Linked DNA regions of Sus scrofa: region 1 is linked to region 2. A link is a contact called in public HiChIP or PLAC-seq data. All regions are on one chromosome and are shown on one strand. The core of a region is the stretch at or near the end of the contact, and the rest is flanking DNA. Distances in the headings are between cores, read along the strand shown.

Region 1 (6,837 bases), core at 236-2,735, 720 kb before region 2:
AGTTGTGTGAGTCCACAGGTTTTCTAAAGCCTACAGAGAATGCCAAGGTGGGCATTGTATCCTAGAAACGGTGATCAGCTCAGATGCAACAGCACTCTGAGAACTCAGACTGTGTTCTCTAAAAACAATTTCTTATTTAAAGGAAATGGCTGATCCACTGAGACAGCAAAGGTACAGGAAGAACCTGGAACATCCTGTTATACTGGAAAGCAGGACCACTTGAAGACCATTATGTGCAAGCTAAGGAACTCAGGACTTTGCATGGAGTGGCTGGGATTTGCTTATATGAAGCAATGGGTTGTAAGGGAGGGTACACATAAAAAAAGACTGGTTGTGAGTTGATCACTGTTCAAGCTGGATTTTGGATAAGTGAGAATTCATTATGTTTTTTCCTCTAAATTTGTATTTTTGAAATTGTTCACAGTGGAAATATAAAAATCACAAAGTAAAAAGTGGCCATGCCACACAAAAAGGACCAAATTGTAAAACAGTTGCAAGGGCCTAATTGTACATAAAGTTAAATGAATACATAATTTAAAAGTCTAGCTTCTGGGAATTCCCACTGCGGTTCAGCAGTAACGAACCTGACTAGTAACCATGAGGACACAGGTTCGATCCCTGGCCTTGCTCATTGGGTTAAGGATCCAGTATTGCCATGAGCTGTGATGTGGCTTGGATCTGGCCTTGCTGTGGCTGTGGTGTGCTGAAGTTATAGCTCTGATTCGACCCCTTGCTTGGGAACTTCCATATGCCAAGGGTGCAGCCCTAAAAAGACTAAATAAATAAAGTTTAGCTTCTGGAAGTTCCCTTGTGGCACAGCGGCTTAAGGATCTGGTGTTGCTGCAGCTGTGGTTCTGGTTAGGGCTATGACACGGGTTTGACTCCCTGGTGTGGGAATTTCTACATACCATGGGTATGACCAAAAAAATAAAATCTAGCTTCAAAAGGTGAAGAGCTAAGGTTGAGGGAGAATTTCATTCTCTGCAAAAGAAGATAAACTACAGCAAGCACACTGGCAGCTGTGGGATGCATGAGTCCCAGGAGGTTAGAGGCAAAAGCAACCTTCCTGGTTCTGCATATCTGGGGCCCAAGACATCATAGGGTGAGTTAACCTATGCCCAAGTAAGAAAGGGCCCATGGTTAGTAAGCATTACTGTTCAAGGACCTCTTTTCATCCCTCCAGTGCCCACGAACGAAGTCATGTGGGGAGACGAGCAGACAGCAAGGCTGTATCCAAATGCCCCCACAGGCAGTGTCGATGCTGGCTCGCCCCACCCTGTGGCTCAGTCATCTTGAGGTCACCCGCTGCCCTTAGCCCACCACATGCCCTCTCCCTCCCTCACTACAATGCCATTTGCTATCTTCTGGCCCCTTCTTTTGTAAGCACCCCCCACCCCCACTTCCATCTCCTTATAGAGCAAGCCCTGGGCCTCAGCAAAAGGGTCTCTGCGGTCACTGGCCTCCCAGGACAGTTGCCAACCCTGAGGGTTACTCACAGTTACTGGAAAGCAGCTTTAAAAATAGCTGTGGTAAAGACCAGTCAGAACTGTCAAACCACAGTAAATCCAACTTCTCTTTCCTGAAAACTAATTTCTGAGAAGTAGTCCTCTCCTTTTGGATAGCTAATTTATCTCCAGCTGTGGGGGAAACTCCAATTCCCAGAAGCACACGGGATCCTGTGGTGGATGATGGTCCTGGATCCCCTTTATCTGACCCTGCCTGACATCTCAATTGTCAATTTTATAGCCAAACGGAGCCGTTTCTGGCTGTGCAGTTGGTGTTTAACACATATCTTTCAAGTCAGATTTACTCTTGCTTCAGCAGCTTGGCTTTTTTAGGTGATAGAAACATACAATTACAAGTAGGCCTAAATGCAGTTGTTTCTAAAAAGCTTCAAGATCTGGTTTTTAGAATGAAAAAATCTTTATTTCTTATGGCATTCTTATGCTCCTGTTAATTGATTCTAGGATGGTCTACCTTGGGAGCACAGATTACAGTGTAATTATTATTTTGGTTCAATATATATAACAGGCAAGAAGCACAAATGGATGTGCCAGTGTATTAGAGAAAAACCTAGTGTTCCTTTGCCAGAGCTTTTAGGTCATTTTCCTCTCTTGCTACTTTAAGAAATGCGGGGCGTTCCCATTGTGGCTCAGTGGGTTAAGGACCCAACACAGTGTCTGTGAGGATGCAGGTTTGATCCCTGGCCTTTTGGGTTAAGGATCCCGCATTGCTGCAAGCTGCGGTGTAAGTCACAGATGAGGCTTGGGTGCAGTGTTGCTGTGACTGTGGTGTAGGCTGGCAGCTGCAGCTCCCATTGGACCACTAGCCTGGGAACTAATATATACCATGGATGCAGCTATAAAAAGAAAAAAAAGAAATGCCACCCCTACTGCCCAAATATTTTAGTTCTCTAAGCTTGTGAAGTGAGTGCAGTGGAGTTTTATATGCTTTCTCATAGCCACGACAATGAACTCTTCTTGCTTCCCCCAAGCACCTTCAGTATATTTGCCTACTTTGATCAAGTTCCTCTTTTCTACAGAGGTTTTTGAAGACACCAAGACAGATGTGGGCACTTTTTTTTTTTCTCTTGGAGAAGACGCAATTTCACGTGTGACATCTGTGAGCTCAAATTTTTCATCCCCTAGTAGATCAACTATACTTTAATACAATTTTTAAAAAACTGATTATATGTTGAAATGGTAATATATTGGCTATAAATTTAAATATAATTAAATTTTAAAAAATCTTTCATCCCCTCTGTAGAATTCAGCCAAACAAATATTTACCAAGCATCTACTGTCAGTAGGAATCTATCAGTTAGGAATAAATTTGGCTTCAAGTAACAGCAAAACCAGCCTGCAGAGTTTAAAAAAATAGAGGTTCATTTTTCTCATGTAACAAAAATTCAGAAGACATGCAGCTCCTGGTATTGGTTCAATGGTTAAAAAAAAAAGATCAGGGCTAACATCTGTGATTATTTTGCCTTTCCCTCATGGGTTTGCGATAACCATTACAGCTCAGTTATCCATATGGATCCATATTCAAGGCAAGGAGAAGGAAGAAGGAGCCATGCTAGCACCATCTGTGCCTCAAGATTAGAAAAGCAAAAGATTTCGCAGAACCTCCTGAGAGACTTTTGCTAATACCTTTTTGGTCAGACCATGTCACATGAACACTGCTAGCTGCAAAGCAAGCTGAGAAAGCAACTTCCAGGACTGAAGGACCCAAGTTTCCAGATTGAAAGGGCTCACCTAAGTGCCCAGCACAATGGATGAAAATACACCCATGTGTCAATGTGATATTTTAGGACCTCAGGGCCATAGAGAAGATCCTCCAGGCTTCTGGGGAGAAAAAAATGGGCCACCAAAAAAGGATTAGGAATCAACACTGCAAGCTAAAGGAACATAGAAGAATGCCTTTAACACTGGAAGCTACAAGAAAATGGAGAAATGCCTCTAAAATTCTGAGGGAAAATAATTTACAATCTGGAATACTATACCCAAAGTATGAATCAACTGTGAAGGTAGAACTAAGACATCTTCAGATATGCATGGCTTCAACTTTTTTTAACCTCTCATATGCTCTTTCTCAGAAAGTTACTGGGGTATGTATTTCAGCAAAAGAAGGGAGTAAACCAAGAAAGAGAAAAGGCAGGGATCCAGAAAAAGGAGCTCTAACAGGTGAGAAAAGCTAAGGGAATCCCAACATGATGACACTGAAGGGAGATTGCAAGGTGACAGTTGTGCACCCAGTACAGAGGACAACCAGCCCAGATTTGAGCAGGTGAGAAAGCTCTGGGAGACAGAGTTCCTTTCATCTTCAGGAAGGTGAAATTTACAAAGTACCTGATGTGAATAAATGTCTTGTGAAGATATTTTAACAACTGGTAGAGACTTTAAAGATGGATTCCTGAAAAGTTCATAGAAAGCCAATAAAAAACTAATCAAGCTAATGGAGTTTCTGCTGTAGCGGAATGGGATGGATGGTGTCTTGGGAGTGCTGGTATGAAGGTTTGATCCCTAGCCTGGCACAGTGGGTTAAAGGACCTGGCATTGCCATAGTGCAGTGTAGGTTGCAACTGGGGCTCAGATCTGATCCCTGGCCTAGGAACTCTATATGCTACAAAAGAAGAAAAAAGGAAAAAAAAAACTAATCAAGTGAAAAATTAAGGCAAATATTAACTCGAGGAAATAAAATAAATGTACAGGAAATAACTAATCATAGTTGTTATATGCCTCAGCTCTGAATGGCATACAAAAATTATAAAATATGAATATTGATTTAAGCAAAATTATTATACAACTATATTGGGTAGGGGTAGGGGGACAAGAATCTGTATGTGGCAGGAGATGTGGGGAATGAAAGAGACGAATCACTTCATTATCATGGTGTGAAGATAATGGATAATATTCCAAACTGAAAATCAAGAAATAGTAATCCAAGATTTCTGTTTAAAGCTATAGAGGCAAATTCCAAGAGAATTAGCTAGAAGAGTCAAAAGGAGTTGTCTCTGGGGCTGGGAATGTCAGGAGGGGGCACTAGGAACTGCAGTTTTTCTGAACAGATCCACTAAACTATTAGATTCTTTCAGTTATAACTAAGTATAACATCAAAGAAAAGTTAAAAAAAAAGAAAAGTGGACACTAATCAAGTAGACATCCTTATTTTAAGTATCTTAAGATTTAATTGAAATCTTAACTTGGTCAATTAACTTGATTGAACTCAAATGGAACAGACTATCACGAAAGGTTAACCATGAGGTCCTCGCTTAATGAGGTGGTTCTCAATCCTGGCTGTACAACTCTGGTTACACATTAGAGTCACCTGGGAGAGAGTTTCCTTGTGGCACAGCAAGTTAAGGATCTGGAGTGACTGCCATGGTTACTGCTGTGGTGAGGGTTCTATCCCTGGCCTGGGAACTTTTACAGGCTGGCAGGCACAGCAAAAAAAAAGAATCACCTGGGAAATTTTTGGACTTGCTCAAGCCGTGCCCCACCTAAGTCAATCAAATCCAGTCTCCAGAGCTGACAGAAGCATCCCTAGGGTTGTTTTTTGTTTTTGTTTTTGTTTTTGTTTTGTCTCTGTCCACAGCATGTGAAAGTTCTTGGGTCAGGGATCAAACTCCATAGCAGTGACAATGCTGGGTCCTTGGATCCTTAATCTTCTGAGCCAACAGAGAACTCTGAGGCATCCCAGAGTTTTAAGAGTGCTTTAGGGGATTCTGATGTGTATCAAGATCGAGACCCACTGGTCTAATAACAATTTGAGAAACATAGTTAAAATTTTACTCTATTTTCCTTAAATGCAGCTCATTGGATACTTAATTGGCGGTGCAGAATCGAATCAGGAGTTTGGCCCTATTTCCAGAAGCAGGAAGTTATGTGGAAGATGTAAGTGAAGGCTGACATACAGACCCAGCATAGAGGCGGGCCCGGACCAGGGTATCTAAGCTGTGTGGAGAAGTCAAGGTCAGTGTCACTATAATCCTACATTCAGGAAAGCAGTGACCTCCATGGTCCCAACAGGATAAAGATGCAGATCACAGATTTATTTACTTTATCCTTTCTTTTTGAATTTTCAACTCCTGAAAACCAAATGCTGAAAGTTTTCCTCTTCATCAGGTGATCAGAACTCAAGTCAGCCAGTGACTGCTGAAAACACACATAAAATCAAGCTCTCAAAAGGAGTATTTTTGGAGTTCCCGTCGTGGCGCAGTGGTTAACGAATCCGACTAGGAACCATGAGGTTTCGGGTTCGGTCCCTGCCCTTGCTCAGTGGGTTAACGATCCGGCATTGCCGTGAGCTGTGGTGTAGGTTGCAGACGCGGCTCGGATCCCGAGTTGCTGTGGCTCTGGCGTAGGCCGGTGGCTACAGCTCCGATTCGACCCCTAGCCTGGGAACCTCCATATGCCGCGGGAGTGGTCCTAGAAATAGCAAAAAGACAAAAAGAAAAAAATTGTAATAATAAAGACAAACCTTATGATACTGCATTGAAATTGGAAGTAACAGTATGAACTCATAATGCGGCCCAAGAAATAGCAACAACAACAAAAGACAAAAAAAAAAAAAAAAAAAAAAAAAAAAGGAGTATTTTTAGCAGATGTTAAGTGCAAACTGATGACCCCTTTATGATCCTGCACCTCCCTTTGGGCTGCCAGACCATCTTTTCTTTGTTTTGAGGCAGGATGACATCAATTCCTTGGGTATGCATACTATTTTTAAAAACACATTTTATGGAGTTCCTGTTGTGGCTCAGCAGGTTACAAATCTGACTAGTATTCATGCGGATGCAGGTTCGATCCCTGGCCTTGCACAGTGGATTAAGGATCCAGTGTTGCAGTGAGCTGTGGGGTAGGTTGCAGATGAGGCTCGGATCAGGCGTGACTGTGGCTGTGGCTCTGGCGTAGGCCAGCAGCATACTCTGATTCCGCCCCTAGCCTGGGAACCTCCATATGCCGTGGGTGTGGCTCTAGAAAGCAAAAAAAATCCCCATATTTTATGGACAAGCTTGAGGTCAGCAGAAACGTCCTCCCCACTTGGCAGTCTTTATAAACAGAATGCAGAAAACACTTGGAAACAAGCCTGTGCCAGGACATCCAGGACCCTATCAGGAAATCAAGGTCACCATCATTACAATCCAAGTATAGAGCAATGGCCTCACTGTGTCTTACCTCTTAGGATGTAGTTTCGGCTGTTCCAGAGTTCCCTTATCTGATCCCTGAAGCATAACCTCCCACTCCTTCTCCAATTCCCTCTAGGCATTGTTAGACCTCTCTGAGGCTGGCTGGATCACGAATGAAGATATAATAGCAGTGTTCTAAGTGCTTTGTGCAT
Region 2 (7,452 bases), core at 1,339-3,838:
CAAGAGAAAGCAGGGGTGTTTCTTGAGTTCTTTTATGTCAATTTCTTCTATGCCATTTTAGACCACACATTTCTGACTTTCAAGATTTTAAAGATAGAATTATAAGGAGACTCCCATCCATAAAATTAACTGGTTAAGTAAGTAGGTTTTGTGATTCATGAGATTAAGATAAATGTGCCTTAATTGAGCAGTACCAGCTGATATATGTATGATACATTATGAATATATGGTTGTCATTTTTCCCATTCAGCTTTTCTATGCACGTTATAAAAATACATATGGACTCAGGTTTAACCTGAATCTCTAACTTTTAGATATAACTTCCAGGTTACAGGAAAGTCAAGGGATGAACAAACAAGCCAAACTACAACCAGAGGAAGTCATCAGACACACCAAGGAGGCAGGCTTTCTTCAGGTCACCTGACCCCAGGCTCCAGTCAGTCAGTAGCAGAGAAAATGGAACGCCGTAGATCAAAAGACAATAGGCATATATCCAGACAAAACTCTAATTAAAAAAGACACATACACCCGCATGTTCATTGCAGCACTATTCACAATAACCAAGACATGGAATCAACCTAAATGTCTACAGATAGATGATTGGATAAAGAAGATGTGGTGTATATATACACAATGAATACTACTCAGCCATAAAAAAGAATGACATAATGCCATTTGCAGCAACATGGATGGAACTAGAGACTCTCATACTGAGTGAAGTAATTCAGAAAGAGAAAGACAAATACCATATGATATCACTTATATCTGGAATCTAATATAGGGCACAAATGAACCTTTCCACAGAAAAGAAAATCATGGACTTGGAGAACAGACTTGTGGTTGCCAAGGGGGAAAGGGAGGGAGTGGGAGGGACTGGGAGCTTGGGGTAAATAGGTGCAGAATGTTGCCTTCGGGATGGATTAGCAATGGGATCCTGGTGTGTAGCACTGGGAACTCTGTGTAGTCAATTATGATGGAACACATAATGTGAGAAAAAAGAATGTATGCATGTACGTGTAACTGAGTCACCATGCTGTACAATAGAAAAAATATATATATAAATAAATGATAAAAAAGATCAATTAAAAAAAAGATAATAGGGACACAAAAGCAAGTGCAATGTGGGATCTTATTACTGGATCCTAATTTAGACAATCCACTACAAAGGACATTTAATTTTTTTAATTTTATCATTTTATTTGAAGTATAGTTGCTTTACAATGTTGTGTTAGCACGTGGTGATTTATTTTTATGTATATATTACTTTTCAGATTCCTGAGAAATTGAATTTTAACTGGGAATTATCTATTAAGGAAAATAATTACATAATTTAATTTTTTTGGTTAAATGTGAAACTGTTCTTCTGATTATATAAAAGTTGTGGGTTTTTTTTTTTTTTTTTTTGCTTCTTGGGGCCACACACTAGGCTTATGGAAGTTCCCAGCCTAGGGGTTGAATCTGAGCTGCAGCTATTGGCCTGTGCCACAGCCACAGCAATGCCAGATTCAAGCCATGTCTGCAACCTACACCACAGCTCATGCCAACGCCAGATCCTTAACCCACTGAGTGAGGCCAGAGATTGGACCTACATCCTCATGGATACTAGTCAGATTTGTTTCCACTGTGCCACAACAGGAACTTCCTAAAAAGTTATTTTTAAAAGATGTCTATGGGAGTTCCAGTCCTGGCTCAGTGGTTAACAAACCCGACTAGCATTAATGAGGATGCATGTTGGATCCCTTGCCTTGCTCAATGGGTTAAGGATCCGGCATTGCCATGAGCTGGGGTGTGGGTCAAAGACACGGCTGGGATCTCTCGTAGTTGGCTGTGGCTGTGGTGTAGGCCAGTGACTACAGCTCCGATTGGACCCCTACCTTGGGAACCTACATATGCCCCGGGTGTGGTGCTAAAAAGACAAAAAGATTAAAAAAAAAAAAAAAAGTCTGTGGTGCAGTGGGTTAATGATTCTGCTTTCTCTCTGTGGAGGCACCAGTTCAATCCTGGGCCAGGGCAGTGAGTTAAGGATCCGTCATTGCCATAGCTGTGGTGTAGGTTGCAGCTCTGGCTTGGATATTACCCCTGGTCCAGGATCTGTCATATGCCACAGGGCAGCAAAAAAAAAAAAAAAAAAAAAAAAAAAAAAGTCTTGGGATAGCCCTTAATGGAAGGTAATATAAGAAAAGTAATGCATATATATGTATAACTGGGTCACTTTGCTGTATAGCAGAAATTGGCACAACATTATAAACCAACTCTATGTTTAAAAAAATTTTTTTTAATGTCAACTGAAGTTAAAAAACAAACTGTGTTTTCTGTTTGTTTCTCCCAGAACTTGGAGTTCTTAAAATGAAGGTTACCAGATGAGGGTAGGGTAACAGGGCTGGGCTATATTTTCATTTTCGTTCTGGTTAAAACAAGTGTTTTGGCAACTGAGAGTGGGGTGTGTTTGCAGCCATGCATGGCTCTTTCCTGAGTTGCCTCTTTGTGGGGGTTGAGTCCTTGTATTAAGTTTTGCATGGTCAGCAGAGCACCATGTGTTATGTAAAGCCAGGGATTCTTGCATCACAGTCGTCAGGCCCTCTTACCCACATCCTGTCACATTCAGCTGCAGATGTGGCAAGAGGCTCCAAGGCAGCACAAAAGGTCTGGGACTGTAACCTGTGCTTTGGGCCTCAGTGTATTCTGGGTAAAAGTGAACTTCGGGGACTCAGTGTTGGAGGGAAGGCAAGTTGTGTGGGACTTCAGTATACCCAAAGCAGACAGACCATGGGATCATGTCTGACCTTTCTCAGGAGGAGCCGAGGAGAAGAGCCGCCTGTGTACTGGGCCCTCCAGCTCCCTCAAGGCTGATTTGGACTAGACCTTGAGATGTCCGCAGAGATAGCAGCCCTCAGTGGCCCCCACAGGGGCTGGACCAGAAACTCAAGAACAGCTCCTATTGGAAATGATTCTTTTTATTTTAATTTTATTAAAGTATAGTTGATTTATAATGTGTTAATTTCTGCCTTACAGAGAAGTGATTCAGTTACACACATACATATAGCCATTTTCATATAGGTTATCCCAGAATATTGAGTAAAGTTCACTGTGCTATACAGTGGGTCTCCAATGACCATCCATTCAATACACAATAGTGTGCATATGCCAATCCCAAACCCCCAACCCATCTTTCAACCCACCTGTCCCCTTCAGTAACCACAAGTTTTGTTTTTGTTTTTCTATTTGTTTTTAGCTATGCCTGGGGCATTGTGGATGTCTGGCCAGGGACTGAACTGGCACTACAGCAGCAACCCAAACCACGGCAGTGACAACGCACCATAAGGGAACTCCAGAATATAACATTATTAAAATACACATATTATGTCTTAACTACTATGGGGAGGGTTCACCTTAGCTGGCACAACTCAGCTTCACTGTGGAATCCTTGGTGCCCAGGGCCAGAAATCATCCCCTCCCTGTCACTGGAGTCAACTCCTTCACAAAAGGCAGGGGCTTAGGACAGGTTTCTGCCCTGTGGAGGGAGGACTTGGTCTCCTCAAAGTCTTGGCTTGAAGTTCTGATGCTTGCTGGCTATGGTTTTTTATTTTTTATTTTTATTTATTTTTTGTCTTATATGCCATATATTCCATATGCTGCATCCGAGGCATATGGAAGTTCCCAGGCTAGGGGTTTAATCAAAGCTACAGCTGCCAGCCTATGCCACAGCTACAGCAACACCAGGTCCAAGCTGCGTCTGTGACCCACACCACAGCTCATGGCAACGCTGGATCCTTAACCCACTGAGAAAGGTCAGGGATCAAACCTGCATTCTCATGGATACTAGTCAGGTTCATTACTGCTGAGCCATGACGGGAACTTCCTGGCTCTGGTCTTTTAAATAAATCTCCTGATGGACTGGGTTTCAGCAACTACCAAAGATGGCTGAGATACTGAGGTCAGGTATTAGACTTACATGGGAGAAATTCTTGGGTTTGGGAGAGAAGACAGCAGAAAAAAAGAGAAATGAGTGTTCTTTCCAGGCTGCCCATTCTCAGAAAAACCAATAAGAAATTAGATAACAGTCTTATTTTATTAAACTTTTATACTATTAATGATTTATAGCTTCTTTGTATCATTCTTTAAAAGTCTCACAAAAGTCACCCATTGTTATCCTTTCAAGAGTGTGGCATTGGCACCTGGTGGAAACAGTGCTCCTTCCTGAGGCCCTAGGCTGTGGTGGGAGAAGGGTGGGGATAGGGTGGGGTAGGTTATTTTGCCTCCAAGCCTTACATCACTGTTTACAAGTTCTTTCCTCCATGCCTCATCACTTAAGTGCCCATAAAAATGGCATCACCCTATAGTGACTGTACATTAAATAATGACAATGTCACCTTTATCCCCATGTGCAGAATTTCTCATTGTTTCACCTCCCTCTTCTCAATCTCCTCTTTCTTCCTGGGTTTTGCTGATGAGAAACTGGTCAAGTGCTGCCACCCACTGGAAGAACTGTGGCATGGAAAATGTTAAAACCTAGGATTTCCAAGACAAGGTGCTTTGTTGTAAATCACTGGGCTGCTTGCTGCCTTTCACATTATTCCTTTCGCAACCTATAAAGCAAAGGGGCCCACAATTTACTTTCAAAGAAAATTGAATCTGGATATAGTTTTTTAAATCAAATATTTAAAAGTTTTTATGTTGAAATAATTTTAGACTCGGAGAAGAGTTGCACAAATAGTACAGGGGGTTCTGTTTACCCTTTACCCATCTGCCCCTAATTTACACATTTTACATAACCATAGTGCAATTATTGAAAGCAGGAAATTAACATTCATACAATACTTTAAGCTACTCTACAGACCTCAATTGAATTTTGAGTATTTTCCCACTAATATTTTTCTTGTCCAGAATCCAGCTCACATTGTCATGCCTCCTGAGTATCCTCCAATAGTGAAAATTCTTCAGTCTTTCTTGACCTTAACTCTCTTGAAGATACTGCTCAATTAATTTTTTTAACTTTGGTTTCATGTTAGCATATGGTGAGTTTGTTATCCTTACTTTATTTACTTGTTTATTTATTTTTTCCTTATATGGCCGTATCTGCAGCATATGGAAGTTCCTATGCTAGGGGTTGAATCAGAGCTGCAGCTGCCGGTCTACACCACAGCCAAAGCAACACCAGATCTGAGCAGCATTTATAGCCTACACCGTAGCTTTCAGCAATGCCAGATCCTTAACCCCACTAAGCGAAGCCAGGGATTGAACCTGCATCCTCATGGAGACTATGTCATGTTCTTGACTTGTTGAGCCATAACAGGAACTCCAGGACACCCTCCTTAGAGAACAATTTGGCAATTCCTCAAACTGTAAGTCATAGAGTTACCATTTGATCCAGCAATTCTATTAGTAGGTATATATTCAGAAGAACTGAAGACATATGTTCACACGAAAGCCTTTACACAAGTGCTCATAGTAGCATTAATCATAACAGCCAAAAAGTGGGAAGAACCCAAATATTCAGTAACTGAATAAATGGATAAACAACCTGTGGTATGTCCATATATTGAACTGTTATTCAGCATGCAGATATAAAAAGAATTGATACATGCTATGACATGGACAGACTTAAAAAATGGTATACTAAGTGGTAAAACCAGACACAAAAGGCCAAATATTGTATAATTCTACTTATATAAAATGTCCAGAACAGGTAAGTCTACAGAAAGAGAAAGTGGGTTAGTGGTTGCCAGGGCCCAGGGGAAAGGGGAAATGGCAGTGACTACTAATGGGTATGGGATTTCTTTGGGGGGGGTGATAAAAATGTTCTAAAATTAGATACTGGTGGTGGTTGTACAACCCTGTGAATATGCAAAAAAAAACCCCACTGAATTATATTATATAAAAGGATAAATTTTATGTGACATATCAATAATTGTTTATTTTTTAAATAATGAGGCGTGTCGAAGGGCACAAGAACAGACTTAATGAAAGCTCCCAAAGGCCTCAAGTGGGACAATGGAAACTATAAAATAAATAATGAGATTATTGGATTATAATCCATATAATAAAATAAATATCCATGATTTCATAGTAATATAAAGGCAAAAATGAATAAATAAATAAATGGGAGGAAAGGACAACCCTTCCCTATAGTAGAATTCCAATTAAAATATATGGAGGGGGAGATGGAAATAGATAATTTCCTTTAAGGAAATGCCTCAGTAATAAGTGTTGTAGGCAACAACTGGTGAAGGCTAAAATCAGTAGGTGAAAGAATGAGGAGAAATAGGACGTGTGCAAAAATCTCAAAGTATCTCCCCAAAGGGGAAAATAGTAACTTTATAGCAGAGAAACCTGACAACTATGAGATCAACATTAGCATCACTGTAAGTAAAACATATAACATCAAATACCCCACCCAAAATATATTTCTTCAATCTAATCATGAGAAAGTATTAGACAAACTGAAGAACACTATACAAAACTAACCAAGCAGGGAGCTCCCTTAACCCGCTCAGGCATGAAGGAACTCCGTGTTATTGTCTTTTTTTATTATAGCCATCCTAGTGGGCATGAAATAACAGTTCTTTGTAGGTGAGATTTGCCTTTCCCTAATGACTAAATGATGCTGAGAATATTTTCATGTGCTTATCTGCTCTGCCATTTGTAGATCATATTTTAATTAGATCATATTTAATTTCTTTCAATGATGAGTTGCAGTTTTCAATGTACAAGTCTCGCACTTTTGTTAAATTTATTCCTAAGTATTTTATTCTTTTTGATGTTAATATAAATGGAACTCTTTTCTTAATTTCATTTTTAGACTATTCATTGCTAGTGCATAGAAATACAATTGATTTTTGTATAATGACCTTGTACCCTGCAAACTTGCTGAATTTGCTTATTACTTCTACTAATTTTTTGTAGATCCTTTAGAATTTTCTAAATACAAATCATGTCATCAGTGAATATAGTTTTACTTCTTCCTTTCCAGTCTGGATGCCTTTTTATTTCTTTTTCTTCCTTAATTGCTCTAGCTAGAACCTCTAGTACAATTTTGAATAGAAGTGATGATAGTGTATGTCCTTGTCTTGTCCCTGATCTTAGGAGGAGGAAAACATTCAGTCTTTTGCTATCAAGTATGTTAGCTATGAGTTTTTCACAGATGCATTTTGTTAGGTTGAGGAAGTTCCCTTCTATTTCTACCTTCTTGAGAGTTTTTATCATGAGAAGGTGTTGGATTTTATCAAATGCTTTTGCACGACCATTAAGATGCTCGTGTGGATTTTGTTCCTTATTGTGTGAATATGGTATATTACATTAATCGATATTCAGATGTTAAATCAACCTTGCATGCTCAGGATAAACCCCACTCAATCATGGCATATCATCCTTTTTATAGTTTGCTGAATTTGGTTTGCTGGTTTGCCATGGTGTGCAAAATCATCCCTGGTTAAAAATCACTGCTGAGGGAAA

Evidence for each region. HiChIP or PLAC-seq counts read pairs in DNA pulled down with a chosen protein or histone mark.
Region 1: a contact with region 2 is called in an H3K27ac HiChIP or PLAC-seq map of alveolar macrophages. The contact joins two enhancer-like sites. A contact is called at or near these places in 1 of 47 Hi-C or Micro-C datasets (embryonic fibroblasts) and 1 of 2 datasets of contacts at active chromatin or transcription factors (alveolar macrophages).

What each region holds. Positions count from the first base shown.
Region 1 is chr1:119,687,384-119,694,220 of Sscrofa11.1, reverse strand. No RefSeq gene overlaps it. Among named protein-coding and RNA genes, the nearest start is that of MAPK6, 80 kb to the left of the region's middle. Within about 2 kb of position 1,485, at least 12 of the 83 cell types and tissues checked have an H3K27ac peak or open chromatin away from gene starts, as enhancers often do. A contact at or near this core is called in alveolar macrophages, where this site is marked.
Region 2 is chr1:118,965,372-118,972,823 of Sscrofa11.1, reverse strand. No RefSeq gene overlaps it. Among named protein-coding and RNA genes, the nearest start is that of FAM214A, 25 kb to the left of the region's middle. Within about 2 kb of position 2,588, at least 28 of the 83 cell types and tissues checked have an H3K27ac peak or open chromatin away from gene starts, as enhancers often do. A contact at or near this core is called in alveolar macrophages, where this site is marked.